2 separate regions of the Zea mays genome follow, and region 1 is linked to region 2. Evidence: chromatin contacts called from public Hi-C data. All regions are on one chromosome and are shown on one strand. The core of a region is the stretch at or near the end of the contact, and the rest is flanking DNA. Distances in the headings are between cores, read along the strand shown. Region 1 holds the start of LOC100216949. Region 2 holds the start of LOC100191398 (high-affinity potassium transporter).

Region 1 (2,700 bases), core at 153-2,652, 660 kb before region 2:
AAGGGCATCCCTTTTCTGATGTGGCTGACAAAGGATCGATACTCCAAGGGTAGACCGAAAATGCTTGCTTGGAAGCATTGGTCCCTTGTGACGCTGTTGGACATGAAGATAGCTCCTGCCATGGAGCCCGCAGCATCATGCCTAATTGACAGCCCGGGCCCCTCGTGCCTCATTCCAACGGACCTTGCACAGCCACAGGTGAAATGAGTGAGAACCGACTGTCACCGACATTTAAGGGATCCTATCAGCTGCATATGAGGGCTGGCCTAAAATCCTGGCTTTAAAATCAGATCTAACAGTGCACAATTGTTTTAGAAAAACTCTTCCCACTCTTAGCCTTTTCGTTTTATTATAGAAAAACTCCAGATATAGTCCATCGTGAGATCTAATTTTGAAGGGCAGAATTCTATAGGTGCAGATGTGCGCTAGCCTTCTATATACACCTGATATCATCCCTACATTTAATTAGCTACATACTGGCTATACAGTATTTCAAACAGTGATGGCAGGATGTCAAAATTAATTTTAATAACGTTAGAAGGAAGCGAGTCAGAATAAAACAAAAATAAGTCAAGTGTTCAACCAAAGGAAGAAATAACCATTACAAGAAAGGCTAATCAAAAAGGGTGGAGACCACAGCAAGTACAGAAAAGTACGGAAGTGATGATTAGGAACAGTAAACGGACAAAAGAACAAACAATTTTTTAGATAAAAACTTTCCCCGCTTTATTTCAACGAAACATCGAAGGAACAAACAATTGTGGTCCAAACAATATTTTTTATTTTCTGCATGGAAGAAACTGGTTCGACCAAACATAAACTATCTACAACGCGGCACCAAATCTGCAATGCGCGAAGCAAAAGGCGAAGGTAACGGTGTAGCGCAGAGCACGGCGGTAGAACGAAACCAAACCACATGGATCCAAATTATCCACAAGTGCTGAGACTTGCAGATAAATTGGCGATTGAGCGCTGGGGCATACCGACCTGCAGACCGTAAACCCTAACAATCGAGGTGACAAAGAAAAATAAATAAATATCGCGACGCAAGTGGCGTCTGTAAAGCGAGCCAACAGAAGACGTGGCGACGGGATGATGATCATTGATCGCAGGAGAAAGTAGATGGAGGGAGTAGAGGACTAGAGTGGAGGGGGTTCGCACTTGGGATCGACGCGCATGCGAGCGATGGGTGGTGGAGGCGTTGAAGGCAGAAGGGTTACCCGTTGAGGAACCCCGACGGAGGCCACGGCAGGAAAGCGGCGGGCGTGGTGGCTAGCGGAGCGGTTGGCGGAGACGGGAGAAAGGCAGACAGCACAGCCGCCGCACCGGCTGCAGATAGAAAGGCCTTGGGGGAAAGCGAATGGGACGGCGGACGTCTAGCGCTTTCGTTTCGGTTCCTGCGCCGCAAGCCCGCAACTCTGGATGGATGGGTCCCAGTCTCCCAGAGCAATCCGGAGCAAGGGAGGAGACCAAGAGTCGGAGAGGTTTCGCGTCGGCGCGCCGCACGTATCGTGGATTCGTGGTGTCGTGTGTCGTGTTGAGCGCGCGTGGTTCGCCAGACGCCGAACCCATCGGACACGCGTGGCGCGGCCGGTGACAGCAATCGGCCCATGGGCTTGTCAGCTTGCCTTACTTTTACGCTGCTGTAAAAGGCGTTAGGTTTGATGACACTCTATTGAGAATGAGACAGTACTTACTCCGTTTTTTATTCACCGTGGTTTAGTTAAAAATAAATTAGCGACCGATAAATATTCGATGAATGGAAGTTATCTTTGGCCTTACAACAAATTATGACAAAAAAGAACATAGCAAGTCATCTTAGGCGATTAACTTAATTTTGTCTTCTTTCCTTATTGATAATTACAATATTACCTTCAGCCTTACAAACGAGAACACGAAGGTAAATAAAACACCAACTCAATTTCGTCTTCTTTCCTTATAGATAATTACAAGGTTACCTTCGGCCTTACAAATGAGAACACGAAGGTAAATAAAAACACCTTCGAAGGCAGATGAATCTCAGTGCACTCTGTTTAGCACCACACCTAATACATGACATTGTTTTTCTATTTATAGTGGTGTTAGAGAGAAAATCCTCCGAACGAGTGGTGGAGTGCACGCGTGCTGATCCTAAGATAAGGAGGAGGCCTAGGGATTGCCTAATTAGCTGGAAGAACACGAGAATACAAAGGTTAGAGTGGTTCGGGCCATCGGAGCGTAATACCCTACATCCACTGTGAGTTGTATTGCCTGAGAGTCTTTGTGTGTATCTGTTAGTCATTTGTTCTCAAATGCTATATATCAAGAACAAGGCAACATAATCATTAGTCATTACAGACCTTCGTCTAACCGAAGCATTATCTCCTCGTGGGTATAAAGCTTTGCCAGACGAAGGTTAAGAAGGACATACCTTCATCATTTAATATGTGAGTAGAAATGCAAAAGGATAAATATGATAACTGCATCTCATTAATTGGTTTATTATTATATTTTATAAAAACAGAAATGAATGTAAACAATGTTAATGTTACATTGATACCTTCCGCTTGCTCGAAAGTGTGGATGCAAGAAAGTGAATACAATCCAGCATGAACAGTACGGGGGTTACTATTCATCTATTTATAAGCACGGGACGCAGCCCGAGCAAAATTACATATGTACCCTTAAACGCTTATTTACAAGCAACTAAAGCTAATAAGG
Region 2 (2,700 bases), core at 46-2,545:
GCATTAGGTCGTTTCTGAGACCACATTGGCGCAATGGACTACATGGTTTTTGAGGTTGCTGAATTGGATGGAGCAACAATGATTTGTCACACTAACAACAAAATGAAAGGTTATTTGTTGGTTTTAAACGTTAGTAATTGCTACGAAGTAGCGTAATTTATATAGAGCGCATCCCGTTTTTATTGATGCCTGACTTTAGCAATCACTCCATATTTTGATATATCTTTTTTATAAGTTTGACTTCATGGGACTTATTTTATAAACTTGATCTCACAAACTCTCTTATTTGGTCTCTGTATGATGGAATTATGTCATTTTATAATCTCTATTCATTCAGTCAATCGTTGTGAACTCTCTTCTAATCGATAAATTCATTGGTCGTGTTGTACCAAGACATATTTGCATGGAGTAAACAATAATATCAGTTAGCCAAATCAAAAAATATATTATACAGAGAGCGGAGACAATCAATAAAAATTCTTGAAATTTTTTTGATGGATAGTTTACGTGGATATTGTTGTAAGCCGTCGCAATGCACAGGCAACCGACTAGTTATTGTATTATTTGCAAGCTCAACACCATAACATGTGACGCCGAGCTAGACGTCAACATGGCATGACGTCACCGGCGGGGGAGGCTCGGGCGCTAGAGTGAGCAGAGGGAGATGAGAAGTAAACAGCTTGTTCGCTGCGGCTTGCTGCGGCTGCAATCCGGCTGCGGCTGCGGCTTCTACAGTATTTTTCTCTCTATGGATTGCAGCTGCAGCAATCCAAACAGCTGCAACAGTGTCGGCTTGTAGCCAGCCGAACACGCCCAAAGGCACGCGTTTAGGCCACGGGGCAAAGTAAAGTAGCTAATTTTTGTCGAACAATCAATAAGAATTAATTTATTTATAAAGGTTAGATCGTGACAAATGAAAATTGTTTAATTTTTATATAGTATACGAGAAGTCCATAAAAATTCTAGTTTTAGTGTTTGGTACGCAACAACCGACGTTTTCGCATAGCTCAGCTTGAAATATACTAGCCATGCTGCAGCGCACACCTAATTACAGTCACTCCAGCTAATTCTTGTTTATTGCTAATCATAGCACATGCATCTGGAGTTTTATATGTATTCATTCACATGACAGAAGCTCCTTCTGCCATGTTTAGCCTGACGCCACGCCAACCGATACCAGCATCACATCAGTGATTAATAAACTTGTTTATTATTTGATTTGACTTTTGAGTGCACCTGTCATTAGCATTAGATTATTGCTGATGCTCCTCTATTATTGAGTGCAAACGGATCGCAACGAGATGCAACCAAATCCCCGTCCACTCCACCAGCTCTGCAATCCGACAAGAGATTTGCCAATTATTTCTCCTAGAAAAACCGATCGCATCAGTCCCCATCCTCTTCGCCGTGGGGTCGGCAGGCAGGGCAAGGCTAGGCAGCGCCTCTCCGCGTGTGGTCCGTGTGCGAGGGTCCGCTCCTCCTCCCCTCCGTGCACCCGGAGGGCAGCGGCGTCTCTTCTTCCTGGTCGAATCTCCCCGCGGCTGTGAATAGGAGGAGGTCGACGACGCCATAGCAAAAAACAAATCCTTGGAATGCTTTCGGAGGGTCGGGGATTCGTCGCCGGCTGCCTGCACTGATGCTTGGAGCGCGCGAATCTGCTCAAGTTTTGATCTTGGCGTGCTCTTGAGTCTGGAATCCGGGCATTCATTGGGGCTTTGTTCTCAGTTTGCAAGGTCAGCAACAGATTCTCTCTTCCATTGTTGGTAGATACTGCGGAAATGGAACCAGAATTTGATCATTCCCTGTTTCCTTTCTATTTTGTTTGTCATGAGAACCTGAAATTATGCATGCTTGTTTTATTTGATCACCTTTTTTCCCCCTCCCGCCGCACTGTCCCACATCATCCGGAAGTAGTGGAAATCAACTTTGTTCTTTGGATGGCTTTATGTTCATCTGCTGTGGATGTTTGTCGTTAGAACAACTATGTGTTAATCTCAGATATCCTGAATTCTGGTTGTTACCTCACAAGCTAATGGAAGTTTGATACCGAAACAGATTGCCATCTTATCCCTTCTGTTGCTGCTCAAGATTGTTATCACCATCTAATAGACTGATATGTTTTTGATGCCTGCAGGCTGCAAGGCCGTGCTAGTTTGAACCCATGGAGACTACTAGCACAACAAATGAACAGACTGATAGGGGGGCGATGTGGGAGTTGGAAAGGAATCTCGATCAGCCCATGGATGCAGAGGCCGGCAGATTGAGAAATATGTACAGGGAAAAGGTCCTTTTCATTTCACAACTTCTATTCTAAAATATTTGGATCATCCCTCATCTCTCCCCCCTCCTCCCCGCCACCCCCAGTCTCCCCTCGCGACCCTAACGCCCCCGCCTCCTCCCCTCACTCGCGTCGCCGCCGCGTCGGCCCCTCCCCGGGATCGTAGCGTTAGCACGGGTTATATGCTAGTGGATTATTAGTGTCTGTGTAATGAGTGGTCAGTAGTTTTGCCCTCTTCTTATTGCCCCTTTTGCATTTGCAGTCCTACCCTACACTTGTGCTGTTACAACTTGCTTTCCAAAGCCTTGGTGTGGTGTTTGGGGATTTAGGCACATCACCTTTATATGTCTTCTCCAACATTTTCCCTCATGAAATTGAAGACACGGAACAAATTATTGGAGCACTCTCGCTTGTTATTTACT

What was found. A called contact is a pair of places that touch in the nucleus more often than the background predicts.
Region 1: a Hi-C map of tassel shows a contact between it and region 2, with 2.1 times the contacts expected there. The contact joins the promoter of LOC100216949 here to the promoter of LOC100191398 in region 2. A contact is called at or near these places in 2 of 25 Hi-C or Micro-C datasets (ear and tassel).

The regions. Positions count from the first base shown.
Region 1 is chr7:47,331,852-47,334,551 of Zm-B73-REFERENCE-NAM-5.0, reverse strand. It overlaps LOC100216949, which reads right to left and starts at 1,402. Exons shown (of 4, transcript NM_001359527.1): 1 at 1,162-1,402; 2 at 1-183. The coding sequence starts at 1,178.
Region 2 is chr7:46,667,039-46,669,738 of Zm-B73-REFERENCE-NAM-5.0, reverse strand. LOC100191398 (high-affinity potassium transporter) reads left to right here and starts at 1,295. Exons shown (of 10, transcript NM_001358446.1): 1 at 1,295-1,733; 2 at 2,135-2,284; 3 at 2,541-2,700. The coding sequence starts at 2,162.